2 separate regions of the Arachis hypogaea genome follow, and region 2 is linked to region 1. A link is a contact called in public Hi-C data. All regions are on one chromosome and are shown on one strand. Each heading gives the region's core, a stretch centred on a gene start, on an enhancer-like site or on the middle of the called end of the contact. The rest is flanking DNA. Distances are from core to core; before and after follow the strand shown. Region 1 holds the start of LOC112764136 (probable pectin methyltransferase QUA2). Region 2 has its middle 11 kb from the start of LOC112767760.

Region 1 (7,591 bases), core at 3,179-5,678:
TGAAGGAATGAAGAAAAAAAAGCATGCAAAGTGGAGAATTGATGAAGAAATGAGGATTTAAAAATCTGCCATGCGAGGCGTATGCGTGACCAAAATTTGTCAAGCGATGCGTACGTATGACCCACGCGTATGCGTGACAAGCAGCATGTGACCTCATTAATGAAACATGTTGGGGGCGATTTTTGGGGCTGCAGAAGCCCAATCCAACTCATTTCTGGAGCTATTTGATGCAGAATTCAAAAGGGAACAAGGGGAGAGCAATTAGAGTAGATTAGTAATATGCTTTAGGTTATATTCTAGAGAGAGAAGCTCTTTTTTCTCTCTAGAATTAGGGTAGAATTAGGTTATATTTCCCTTAGATTAGGTTTAATTCTTGTTTTCATTTACTTTTCCTTGTAACTTATTGTTCTTGCATCTTTGTTCCTTTAGTTTTACTTGTGGTTTCCTTTATTTTGTTTCCTTTATGTTCATGCACTCTTGTTACTTTTGATTTTCATTTAATACAATTTTGATGTTTTTATGTTATTGATGTTTATTTGAGTTGTTATTATTGTTTTCTTGCAATTAGTAGTTTGGATTTTATTATTATTGCAATTTTATTATGCTTTCCTTTTATGCCTACCAAGTGTTTGATAAAATACTTGGTTGTGTTTTAGAGTAGATTTTTGTGCTCTTAGTTTGGGTTGGTAATTTGGAGACTCTTGAATTATCAAAATCTCTTGTTGATTGGTAATTGAAGATTGCCGGTTAGCTTAAACTTTACTAAATCTAGTCTTTCACTATGTGTTGACTAGGACTTGTGAACTCAAGTTGATTGTATGCACTTGACTTTCCTTTATTTGTTAGAGGTTAACTAAGTGAAGGCAATTTACATTTACCATCACAATTGAGGATGATAATGAGGATATGAATTCCAATTCTTACCTCTTGCCAAGACTTTTCTTAGTTGTTAGCTTTATTTTCTTATTATTTACATTTCTTGTCTATCATTCCAAACCCCAAAAATACTTTCCCATAACTAATAATATGCACACTTCCCTACAATGTCTTGAGAGACGACCGTGATTTAAATACTCTCGATTTTTATTGGGTTTGACTTAAGTGACAAACAAATTAAGCTTTGATTGAGGGTTATTTGTTGGTTTGAAACTATACTTCGACGAAATTATTTTTGTGAAAATTTCTAGACCGACGTTTATCCTACATCAAGTTTTTGGCGCCGTAGCCGGAGAATTGTAATGTGTGCTTGTTATTGGTTATTGTTCATATGTGAATATTGTGAATAGCTTGATTTTTGGTTTGTTTGCTAGTTTTGCTAGTTGTAGGACTTTGCTTTTCATTATTTCTTATTAGCATTTGTTTTTATTTTTTATTGCTACTATGAATTCTCACCCTTTTGGCTATGAGTGTGGTTACAACTATATTGTAGGAGATGAGAACTACAATGAAGGCTTGAATCAAGCATGGAACAATCAAAGGTGGGAGGAGCCTCAAGCTTATGATCAACCCTCTTGGCAACAACCCCCTCCAATGTATTATGAGCAAGAGACATTCCATGATGTACACCAATCCAATGGTTATGGTGGACCTCCTTATGATTATCAACAACCACCACCATATGCCTATGAACCCCCTCCTCAATATAGCCTTCAACCACCATACTCACAAGCCCCATATCAACAAACACCTCCATATAATCCTAACCCATATCTACCATACCAACCACCTTATGAGTCTTATGAACCATACATAGAACTACAATAATTCCAACCCAATTACTCCCAAGAACCACCTCAATATACACCATCTCCATGTCCTTACCAAGATGAACCACCTTCCTATTATGAACCCTTTCTCCTAAATAATGAATCCTCCTATCCACTCCAAGTCCTAATGGACGATTCTCTCACTTCATTACTTCAAGAGCAATGTGAAGCTCAAAGGAAGACACTAGAACTCATGGCTACCTTGACCGACATAGCAAATAATTTAGCCTCCCAACGCTTGGATACTCAAGGCACTCCCATGGTCACATGTGGAGAATTGAATGAAGAACGTAGCATGATGGAGGGATTAGAAACTTCGGTGGAGAATAAGGAGTGGAATTTTGTATTGGAACAATTGGAGGAAGCCATAATTGTTGAAGAGGAAGAAGTGGTTGAAGACTTAGGAGATGTTGAAAGTTCATGGGAATCTCAAGTCATAGAGCCTCCCTCTAAGAAGCTTGATATTGATGTTGAGGAGGCTAGTGTACAACCTCCAAAGCATATCATGGTTGAATAATTTAGAGAGGTTGATCAAGAAATGGATTCAATCATTAATGAATTTTTATCTATAATTGAATCCTCTCCCATTGGACATGAGATAGAAGTCAAAGAAGAATGTGAACAACCTCCAAGTTCCTTGGCAAGCAATGAGGAAGGAGTGGAAGAAGTATTCAAGCAAGAGGAGGAAAGTAGAAGGACTTATCAAGAGGTGAAAGTTACCAAGGAAGAGTCAAAGGGAGTGGAACTTGCAAGACCATTGGAGGCATCTGCCCCTAAGCCATCACCATTTATTACATCATTCAAGTGGATAAATTTCATATCCCTAAGCTTCATTGTCCCACCTGAATATAATTTCTTGAGACGGATGGTCAACTTAGAAATATTTGTGGATTGAAGAGTAGAAGAGAGATGATTAGTGGTTGGGATTGTAAATCAAGGTTCATTATGGTTGGAAGTTTAAGGTCTAAGTGCAAGGGTTGATATAGTTCTCAATTGAATGGATCTAGGAAGAGGTTTGGGTACATAAATGAGAATTCACAAACCTTGTCACCCGAATGGAAGCATGAAGATCAAGAAGAAAAGGTGTTAACAAACAAGGTTTGGGACCCTGGGATACACATCTACCACCATCAACTTTGGGGCCTTGTCACTTATTTCAATTCGCTTGAAGACTTTATGCGCCTAGTTTGGGATCCCGGAGGACAATGGATATGCAAGCATTGGTGGAGATTCAAGGATGAATACAAGCACAAGCCACCTTGACAAACACCCCATCAATGGTCCAACTTAAGGACTTAAAATAAAAGTGCTAGGTGAGAGACACCCCACCATGGTAACATCTTTTCACTTTTCTCTGTTGTATATATTGGTAAATAAGTTTAATTTCATGTTTAGTTTGATTGGTTGAGTTTATTTGACAGTCTAGTATCTTGAATAAGGTCTGGTGGTGTTTAGATGGCTGTTTGGGTGTTTGGAATACTTGGTTTGGTGCTAGAACTTGAAAAATTTTGAAAAACAGAGAACCTTGTCATGCGTGCGCGTGACCCACGTGTACGCGTGACCCTATATTTTGAGCGCGCTAGGATCGTGTGAGCACTGTGCCATCGTGCGGTCCAGGCAGTGAGTCATGGACGTAGTGCGCGGGAACCGTGCGTCTAGCACAATTTCTTCCCACGCGTACACGTCGCACCCTATTTTCTCTTCTCATGCCTACACGTGCCAGACACACACGCGTTGCATTCCATTCTTCCATCCCACGCATATGCGTGGGCACCCCTATTTCACACACTTCTTTTCTTCTCTTCTCTCCATTTCTTTTCTTCTTTTCTCTTCTTCTCTCTTCTTCCCTCATTCAATCATCATCCACCACCACCATTCACCGTAATCTTCTTTAGTTAGTTGTGAGTTTGTTAGTAGTTAATTAGTTAGTTTAATTTTCTCTTTTGGTGCTAAGTGTTGGATTATTAATTTGATCTATTTCTTGTTGCTGAAATTATTCATTGTTGAATTCCTTTATTGAGGTCGTAACTTATTCCACAACCACCACCACCTCCAATGCAAAATTTATTATCCCACCAGATCTACTCCTTTACTCTCACCTCTCCCATATAACTGTATTTTGCCACAATCACCACAATTTAAATTACAATAACAATTCTAGGTCTACAATTGAAGCTTCAGGAACCAACCCATTGCCCTAACTTCACTGTCACGTCCCTCACACTCTCGTACCTCAACCTTACTGCTTCTTCCACACTCAGCTCAACATTTGCGATTAGCATAACCGCCACAAATCCTAACGAACACATCTCATTCTCCTATGATCCTACCTCCATCTCGATCCTCTTCGATGACATTGACATCAGCAACGACATTATCCCCGTCTTTGACCTTGGAAAGAAGAATACGATGGTGCTAAAGACAATGATTTTGAGCTTAATAAAATTAAGAGAGAGAGAGAGAGAGAGAGAGCAACCATAGTTTTGTAGTAAGCTTTAGTGGAGGCCTCGATTTGGTGGGCTATGGTAGAGACCTCATCGAAGGTCATGGTTTCGTAGTGCTTAGAGGGCACAACTAGATTTATTCCTTGTCACCTTTGAAATAATAACGCGTGGAGGTTAATTAAGTTAAAACTACTTGGTTGGATTTGATAGGTTAAATGAATTAGATTTTGAGATTAATTGTTTCCATAAATGTTATATTTTATTAATTTAAATAAAAAAATCTCCACAAAAATAAAAAATAAAAAAAATTATTTAAATAAGAAAGAAGCCCTTCCTTGTTCCTACAATATATTAAGCCGAAAAAGCAGCCTCTGTCAGGGTGGCCGATCGAATCAGTACAAAATCTGATTCATGCTCATTGACACACTGTCTCAGTATCTGTCAGTTTTCCCTTTACTCTCCCTTTAATTTCCTAAGCACCGTAATCACTCCACATATTAAAGCGTGTGCGTAGAGACACACAGTAAAAACACAGAGAGGAAAGTAAGAAATACCAATCACTGATCCTACAGAGTGAACCCAAAACCCAAAGCCATAATAGACACCGAGCCAGAGGAGAGAGCAGGGAACATCATGAGCTGTGTGTCTTCGTTTTTGTAAATTTGTACCACAAGCAACCCAACAACAAGCACCACAAAATTCACACGCATCCTCATTCTCTTTCTCTCAACGAGGTAGTGGTTGTGCTCACTCACTTCTCCTTTCATTTCTTCTGTTTCTCATTTGATCTGATCTCACACCAAATTGGTTTTGCGTTTTTCTCTTTCTGTTAGATCGTACTGAAGCTGAATTCGCTCTTCTTTTGTCAAATGAAAGGAGTTTGAAATTCAGTTACTACTTTTGAAGTTGAACTACCTTTGCTAGCTTCAACTGCAAAAGTATTTTCTATCATTGTTCTGTTAATATCTACCAACTCATAGTACCAAAACTTTACCTTTTGATTACAACTCAAGTAGTCAAGTTATTATTATTATTATTATTTTTATTTAATTTTCAACGTTTTTTACGGGTTGGTTTTTATGATTGTTGGTACATATCCATTTCAGCACTGGTGGTCCGTGATGGGATCTAGTGCGGTGATTTAATTAATGCTCTTCCTTGTCCTCACTCCCTTGTTTTTAATTCTCTTACGTGAAACTAAAAAAATAATAATTGTATAAAACAATTATTTATTTCAAAATATTCTGAATTTGCTTTGAAAGTACTCTTACTCTGTTCTGATTGAACAACTTCAAGATTCACACGGTTTCTCTAATTTATTTATTAATTAATTAATTTTAGTTTCAGGTTTGCGTTTGCGCTAGTGGCAGTGGTGAATGGTGCTGAAATAACACACTTCCATTGGTTTCTTGGTGTATCCATCCATATATTGTTCTAACCATATAGCATTTATTTAAGTAGTTGAGGCTTCTTTTTGCAACTGTTTTTGGGTTTGGTCATTGAATCAATGTCAAGACCTCTTCAGAGAGGTGTTTCTGGGATTCAGATCCCTGATTCCCAATCCAAAGAGAAAACAGAAAAAGAAGATTTGGATAAAAAGGCTCCCTCAGATCAAAGCCCTTCTTCTTTATCGCTTAGATTCCCTTTGAGGCTGCTCTTTGCAGATAATAATAATAGTAACAATTCACCTTCAAAATATGGCAACATCACAGACAATGGTTTTGCTTCTGATCCATTCATTGTTGGGTCCCCAAGAAGTCGGCTTAACTTGTTGCATTTCTTGAAGTTCAGTTTGCTGCTCATAGTTGTTCTTGCACTTACTGGATCCTTTTGGTGGACATTGTCGATTTCTTCCTCGTCGAGGGGTCATGTTTACCATGGTTACAGGAGGCTCCAAGAGAGGCTTGTTTCGGATTTGTTGGATATTGGTGAGTTTACTCGCGGTCCTGCTAAGTTAAAGGAATTGGAATTTTGTTCTCAGGAGTTTGAGAACTATGTTCCTTGCTTTAATGTTTCTGAGAACTTGGCTTTGGGAAATTCTGATGGCAATGAGCTTGATCGGCAATGTGGCCGCGAGCTCAGGCAAAATTGTTTGGTGCTTACGCCGGTGAATTATAAGATTCCGCTTAGGTGGCCTACTGGAAGAGATGTTATATGGGTAGCTAATGTGAAAATCACTGCACAGGAGGTTCTTTCTTCTGGGAGCTTGACAAAGAGGTGATTGATGTGAATCTTTTCTAATCACTATGGTAATGATGCTATCTTTGAGGTACTGAAATTTTCATTTGTGGATGCAGGATGATGATGCTTGATGAAGAGCAAATTTCCTTTCGCTCGGCTTCTCTCATGTTTGATGGCGTCGAAGACTACTCGCATCAAATTGCGGAAATGGTTGGACTTAGAAATGAGTCTAGCTTCCTACAAGCCGGGGTAAATTCATTTGTCCTATCTGTTGAAATGGATAGATTCAGTGTTTGTTGCCTGAACTTTTTGGTACTTTAATCCATCGTATTTGTATTTCATGAGTTTGACACATGCTTAAATAGAATTCAGCATACTTAATTGCCTCTAATTTGCTACTTAAGTGTGCTGAGTAAGACAGTGTTCTGATGACTTTAAGCTGATTCTAACAATAATAGTATTAAAATTATTTATATATTAAGGATCTCATTGTTATCTTCACTTAATAATCAATGAATGTTGAAATGATAACCTTATATTGATCTTGATAGGATTTCTGCTAGATTTTTCTGATAGTTTACGATGGCATTGAGTTTGAACCGAGTTCATAGTGTGCACTATTATGCGCCGGAAATGTTATTTTATTGAGATATTAGCATCCTAAAATATCTAAAATTTTTAGGTTCGAACAATACTGGATATTGGCTGTGGCTATGGTAGCTTTGGTGCGCACCTCTTTCAGAGTCAACTTTTGACGATGTGCGTAGCAAACTATGAGCCTTCAGGAAGTCAAGTTCAGCTTACACTTGAGAGGGGTCTTCCAGCCATGGTTGCTTCTTTCACTTCAACACAGTTGCCATATCCATCGCTGTCCTTTGATATGTTACACTGTGCAAGATGTGGCATTGATTGGGACCAGAAAGGTATCTTTCATATTTTCAACCCATGCTATTTTTTGTTGATGAGTGCTTCTTTTATGTTTATTCCAGAAACATTTATTTCTAGAATATTTATGTGGTTCAAAACTAAATGATTTATTACTCAATGTCATTCAAAGAAGAAAATAAAGTCACGTTTGAATTGAAATCCTTTGTTTGATTCATTAATAAGCTTTTGGCTGGCTATCCATTTTGGACGTTGGAACTGGGAATCTGATGATTTTTTACAGCTTCGGATCATGACTTTTATGTTGGATTTTGT
Region 2 (7,591 bases), core at 2,630-5,129, 210 kb before region 1:
TGAATCTCACAAATTTGAGTTTTCTCAAAACTCTTTTTTTTTCTCTAGCATTGAAATTTACATCGCATTTTATGTATAAAAATCTCATAGGGTTTATCATTAAACAAATCTTAGCTCTTCGATCATTTGTTATATTTTATATCAATTATTTAGATTTAGCATTAAAATTTAGAATTTAAAATTTTGAATTTGAGACCGTGGATTTAGGATTTTGAGATGCATTATTGTGAAATGAAAACACTACTGATATATTTTTGACATGAGAGAAACACTAAGATGCTTTAGGAGTGGTTCGGGCACATATGCATGGAAACCTTCGCGTGGGAAGCCCATAAACATCCCATAAATTAAAAACTTTGTTGGTCTGTCCAAACCTCACATTAGAAATTAAAAAAAAAGCCCATCAAAGTTTGGATTCAACTGCAATATTAGTGTAAATGGATCACGTTAACAAAGAACGTGTAAATGGATATAAGTGGATCAATATTTACGCAGATCCAATTGGACAGAAACATAACCTCCAAATCCAACTACCCTCATATGACAACTATAAACTTTTCCAATGTATCTTGACCAAAAAAAAAACTTTTCCAATGTATAATAGTTATACATGCATTACTTTGTAATTTATAATAAATGATTTCTATTATTTCAAGTTATGAGTCAGTTTTTGTACTTATACCAATATTATCCTCATAAACATCCTTAAACTTATGAATTTCTCTCTCACGATCTTCCTCTTTATAATTTTTACTTTTCCGTTTTCTTTCTTTTTCTTTTAATTCTCTGAAAATTTATAGTGTCATATTATTATTAGTCATTTTTATCATACTTATTAATTATAATATTATTGGAATTTTTTTAAAATAATATTATATGACAAATAAAATTTATTATTTTTAGTTAACACTTAATCAACTCTAAATATTTTATAAATCTTAAGTATTGGCTAACATTCTTTAAAAAAGTTAATTCTCTAATATTTCTCTTTTAATAATAAGAATTTTTTTTGTTCGAAAAAATCATTTGAAACATAATTATCAAACTCGGTTCGACCCAGTCTGTCAGATTGTAGATTCAGTCACCTGGTGATGGCAGATTTTACAATCCACAAAATATCGGTAAGTGCACCAGGTTGAATTAAGTAGTAATCCCAAGTGAGTGAGGGTCGATCCCACAAAGATTAACAGATCAAGCAAACAAAATCAATTGACTAATCTAGTCATACTAGCAAATTTAGGATTTTAGAAACTTTGAAACATAAACAGCAAGTAACGAAACAAAAACAAGGCAGATAGTGAGTTGAGAAAATTATACGATTGAGAGAGTTAAGATTTCAGAAATGTTAGTCGTCTAAATCAATACTTTTCACTTTTTATTCTAATCATGCAACGATTTTTTTATGGCAAATCATTAGTAATTAAACCCCAATTTCTTGGTGATTTAATTTTTTTAAGCTAACTAAACGCTAATCCCTTAGTTAATTAATCAAGAAAAGAGTTGAAGAACGTTTCTGATTTATAAAACCACACAGTTCATAAGAGTTTAACCTAGTTGATTCTATGTCACTTATCAATCCAGTTTCAAAACTTACGAATTATGAGAATTGGTTTTCAAGCTTAATTTAAATAATCAATTTTTCAAGAGATTAAGAAAATTCAAGTTAGAGAAGAATTGTTTTCCAACACATTCAAACCCTTTGAGATGAAGAATGAAAACCGTTTCTTAAAGATGAATCGATTGCATAAATTAGAAATAGAAAAGTTATAGCATTAATTCATAAAACCAACAGAGCTCTTAACATTACCCTAGGAGAATTAGAAACTCATGCTTGTTATTGAAATCCTTAAGAAATTAAAATTGTAAAGTGACGAAATGCCGAAGAGGTCAGAACCCTCTTCCCGAATAGAAATGTTTGGTAACCAAAGAAAATCAGTCAAAAACAGCCATAACTTGTCTTATTTAGCATTCATTAATTGTTGCGATAATTAATTAATGCTAAATAAGGCAAATTCTGGCTGTTTTTTTTGTCTATCTAACATTACCCCTTCCCAAAATACTAACCTAAAAGATAACTGAACTCCAAATTCAAATTTTAAAAACAAATTAAAACTAAACAGAATCAAATCTTTTCTTAATTATTTTCTACCGAGAAGATATCTTCTTTGATTGCTTGTGATCTTTAATAACTGTTAGCATTAATTGTGAACAATCCTCCAGACTTGAAATTTTTAAGAACAAAAAGCCTTAAAGTTGCTTCTGGAATAGACAGTAAGGCCCAAGTAGTACGTGGCTCAATCCACACTATACATGACTTAAGTAGAGTGATCCTGGACTGTCATTTATGGGCTCACGTACAACGTGAAGTAGCTGCGTTGTACGTGAGCCAATTTTCTTAAGCTGCTTTCCCTAACGTAGTGCGTGAGAAACTCTACGTATTACTTGAAATCCAACCTGTGCGTACGTATAAGTGTGTGCGTACGAACACTTTGCCAAACTCTTCTATGTTGTGCGTACGCATCTCCTGCGTAGTACGTGAAAGTTTCTACGTACTACGTAAATTTTTTAATATTTTCTTTTTGTGCGTACGCACAGGTGCATGCATACACACACTTCCTTTTACTTTCTTCCACGTAGTGCGTCCACTTGTTTACGTACAATACCAAAGATCCCTTTTTGCTTTCCAGAGCTGGCTGTTCCAAGGAGCTTATGTTTCCATGATTTTTCTATTCCAGGAAACTTTCTGTTTGCATGCTTTTTATTCTGTTTCTTCTATTTTTTTTCTAAAATTTTCTGTAATCAATCAATTCAACTAATCAAAATAATATTCATTCTAACCTTAAATTCATTGATTATTTAACAGAAATTCTTAATAATTCACTTGAAATTAAGAAGGAAAAATACTAAAGATGCGCACGCATCATCCGGTCACCAATTAATATTGGATCATCATTTAAACTAGTTAAACAATTAATCTGGTCAAAATTAGTCAAACAGATAAAACCTAACCAAACTCAGTTTAACCCAACCCAATCAAATCCGATTTAACTTGATTTGGTCAAACCTGGTTAAATTAAAAAAAATTATTTTTTATACATAATTTTTTTTATTAAATGTATTACATAAATAAAATTAAATTATATTTACAAATTTAAAAAAATATTTTATTAGTTATAATATATTTTTTATTTCTGTGATTGTTATTTTTATTTTTTTATAAATACTTAAAGAATATAATAAATATAAATTAACTGATGAATTATTAAAATTTAAAAATAATAATTAATTGAATACAAAATAAAACTAAAAATTATTTATTATAAAAATAAAAAAATTTAATTTAAATTTATATAATTATTTAATTATGATCGGATTAACCAATTCAACCTATAATTTATAAGTTAAACCAGTAATTCAGTAACTCAATAATCTGATCGATTTGATTATCAATTTGGTTCTGATATATAACTATGATTTGAAATTTTATTTAAGGGGAAAATGTAACTCTATTACCAAAACATTTAGTTTTGTCTTATGTTTGGGCAAGTTGCTAGCTGGGGTCCTTTCATTCAAATCGCAAGGACCATATATAATACAACTAATAAACGATTACCGTTTAGAAAAGTACACTGCAGAGACCATGTGAGAAAACAATTGAGGCGAACATGGTTTTCTATGCACGTTGATTAACCTGCATTTAGTGTATTAATCCATTCATTACCCTAATATTTCTCTTATTTTGAAACTACGTTTGTCATTATTATAAATAAAAAATATTTTCATCAATAACTTGTCTATTTCATATTCCTTTTCCTGGATGAGCAATAATTTAATGTAACCCACTGAGTTACTTATATGATTATGACGTACAACAACATATCAATCATATGACTTGGTGCAAAAGATGGAGACCACAACAATAACTAGCCTCCCCTCTCTATCTCTCTCTGTCGGTCACAATTTATATTTATTATATTAAACATATACTTTTAACATAAAAAAAATGACCAATAATTTATTATATTAAACATATACTTTGAATAATTATTGAATTAATTGTATTATAAATATATTATTGAAATATTTAATTAAGAATTAACGATTTGTTGTTGTGTGTTGTTGGTTAGATATTTGATTAATATATAATTTTTTATATTATATTGTACTGGAAGTGAAAGTTTTGATTTTTTTGAATATAATAATTAATAATTCTTCATTCTTAGTTAGTAATAATTAAGGTGTATTATTATTATTATAGATGCATGAAATCAAAATCGAATAAGGAATACTAATAATAATTAAATTTAGTGTAATTTAGGTAATGAATTATGTTAGTAACACTAAACTTCAAATATGAATTTAATAAATTATTTATGATCATTAATAAATTTGGTGTTATAAAATATATATGTATAATAATATTAGAAGTGTTTAATACTTTTTAAAATTACTCTGGTTATATAAATAGAAAATAATGAATAATAATTATTATTATAAAATAAATAGCTCGAACTCAATATATACAGTTTGACTAATAATATTTGGGAGCGAATTTTAATTTGTTACATTGAAAATATTTTTTGCATGTTTGCTTCATTAGTTACATATTGGGTTTAAAATTAAATGAACTCATCAAACACATATATGATACCTGTACAAAATAAATGACACTCTCCTAGATATTTGAGAATCCATCTTCTCACAAATCACACATTTTAGTTCTTCAAATGACAGTGTGAATGGAATAACAATATCTGGTAAATTTTCACATACAAATTTCACTTCTTCATATGTTTGTAATAAATTTATTATGTTAAAAGTATATTATCATGGATAGATTTTATTACAAACATATGAAGAAGTGAAATTTGTATGTGAAAATTCACCAGATATTGTTATTCCATTCACACTGTCATTTGAAGAACTAAAATGTGTGATTTGTGAGAAGATGGATTCTCAAATATCTAGGAGAGTGTCATTTATTTTGTACAGATATCATATATCTATGTTTGGTGAGTTCATTCAATTTTAAACCCAATATGTAACTAATGAAGCAAACATGCAAAAAATATTTTCAATGTAACAAGTTAAAATTCGCTCCCAAATATTATTAGTCAAACTGTATATATTGAGTTCGAGCTATTTATTTTATAATAATAATTATTATTCATTATTTTCTATTTATATAACCAGAGTAATTTTAAAAAATATTAAACACTTCTAATATTATTATACATATATATTTTATAACACCAAATTTATTAATGATCATAAATAATTTATTAAATTCATATTTGAAGTTTAGTGTTACTAACATAATTCATTACCTAAATTACACTAAATTTAATTATTATTAGTATTCCTTATTCGATTTTGATTTCATGCATCTATAATAATAATAATAATACACCTTAATTATTACTAACTAAGAATGAAGAATTATTAATTATTATATTCAAAAAAATCAAAACTTTCATTTCCAATACAATATAATATAAAAAATTATATATTAATCAAATATCTAACCAACAACACACAACAACAAATCGTTAATTCTTAATTAAATATTTAAATAATATATTTATAATACAATTAATTCAATAATTATTCAAAAAAAATTAATTTTTTTTATTTTACTGATTATTTCTTACAATTAATAATAATAATATCATACACATACATACCTACAATCTTAATAATATACTATAATATTTCTACTAATCTCTAATATTTGATAATAAAAATTTGGGATAAATATGGTTTTAGTCTCAAAGGTTTTCAGCCAGAATCGAAATCGTCCCTCGTCTAATTTTCGATTTAAAATCATCTTTAACGTTTTTTTTTTCGTATTAAAATCGTCATTTTTATTTTTTTGGACAAAAATATCCTCACCACTACCAACACAATTACATCCTCCTCCACCACCACCACCAACACCATCGCCACAACCTCCACCAACAGCACCACCACCAGCACCAACACCACCACCAACGCCGCCGCTGTCCCCTCCCCTCGCCGCCTCCGCCTTCCCCCACCCCGCGTCCCCACCCGTCCCCTCCCCCTCCCCGTTCCCTTCCCCCCACCCCACCCCCACCCCACGTCCCTTCCCCTCCCCATCTTCCCTTCCCCCACCCCACCTCCACCCCCACCTCCACCTCCACTTCCACCTCCACACAAAGAAGTAGAAACAGAAAATCAACAAATTCAAGTACAAATTTAACACAAAGAAGAAATAGAAAGCAACAAATCAACAAATCAGCAACAATAAATCCAGAAATTTCACAAAAAATCTAATTCACAGAATTCACAGAAGAAGAAGCGGCGGGCGGTGGTGCGGCGGTAATAAGAAGAAGAAGAAGAAGAAGAAGAAGAAGAAGAAGAAGAAGAAGAAGAAGCGGACGCGCGGTGCGGTGGTGAGAAGAAGAAGAAGAAGAAGAAGAAGAAGAAGAAGAAGAAGAAGAAGAAGAAGAAGAAGCGGCGGGCGGCGGTGGGGTCGGCGGTAAAACGGGCGGCGGTACGGCGGCGGGAAGAAGAAGAAGAAGAAGAAGAAGAAGAAGAAGAAGCGGTGGGCGGCGGTGCGGCGGTGGTGCGGCGGCATGGCGTCCCCCTTCTCTCCCCCTTCCACCCTCCCCCCTTCCCCCCCCCTTTTCTTTCTTTCTCTCCCCACCCACCCCGCTTCTCTGTATCCCTCTTTCTTTCTTTTTTTTTATTTTATATTTATTTTATTTTAAAAATTTTTTATTAAAATAGGGGTAGTTTAGGAATTAAATTAAAAAATTTATTTAAAAGGACAATTTTAATACGAAAAAAACGTTAAGGATGATTATAAATCGAAAATTAGATGAGGGACGGTTTCGATTCTGGCTGAAAATCTTTGGGACCAAAACCATACTTATCCCTAAAAATTTACATAATTTAAATGACCAAAATAATTAACAATGTAAAACTTTGGACTATTAACTTCTTTTATTTTTGGTCTTCTAAGCATTGTTAATATTTTCGTGGTGCGTGGCACCTATGTTCCTCGCCTGATTTTGTCCAACAATAGAAGAAGTGAAGAGAAAAGTGGGGTTGGAGTAAGTTCTGGAGTGAGTGAGCCATGAATGAGAATGAAAAGGATGACTGGGAGAGAGAGTTTCGAAGGTTAAGGAGAGGTATGGGTCAAGTGGCTAGGGCACTGGTGCACGAATTGTGAATTACACTTTTCACAACGCGTACCACTAACCAGCAAGTGCACTGGGTCGTCCAAGTAATACCTTACGTGAGTAAGGGTCGAATCCCACGGAGATTGTTGGTTTGAAGCAATCTATGGTTATCTTGTAAATCTTAGTCAGGAAGTCAATTATGTTTATCAATTGAATTGTGAATAACCAGTAGAGCATAAATTAAAGGTTACTTGTTGTGCAGTAATGGAGAATATGTTGGAGTTTTGGAGATGCTTTGTCTTCTGAATCTCTGCTTTCCTCTGTCTTCTGATTCATGCACGCACGTCCCCCTATGGCAAGCTGTGTGTTGGTGGATCACCGTTGTCAATGGCTACCTTCCATCCTTCCAGTGAAAACTACGCTCACGCGCTCTGTCACAGCACGGC

What was found. Hi-C and Micro-C count contacts between places; a contact is called where the count stands out from the background.
Region 2: a Hi-C map of an unstated tissue shows a contact between it and region 1, with 4 times the contacts expected there. The contact joins the enhancer-like site here to the promoter of LOC112764136 in region 1. A contact is called at or near these places in 3 of 8 Hi-C or Micro-C datasets (leaf and an unstated tissue).

What each region holds. Positions count from the first base shown.
Region 1 is chr17:74,219,892-74,227,482 of arahy.Tifrunner.gnm2.J5K5, reverse strand. LOC112764136 (probable pectin methyltransferase QUA2) reads left to right here and starts at 4,428. Exons shown (of 9, transcript XM_025809672.3): 1 at 4,428-4,944; 2 at 5,552-6,427; 3 at 6,508-6,640; 4 at 7,074-7,314. The coding sequence starts at 5,718.
Region 2 is chr17:74,428,874-74,436,464 of arahy.Tifrunner.gnm2.J5K5, reverse strand. No RefSeq gene overlaps it. Among protein-coding and RNA genes, the nearest start is that of LOC112767760, 11 kb to the left of the region's middle. Within about 2 kb of position 3,879, at least 2 of the 3 cell types and tissues checked have open chromatin away from gene starts, as enhancers often do.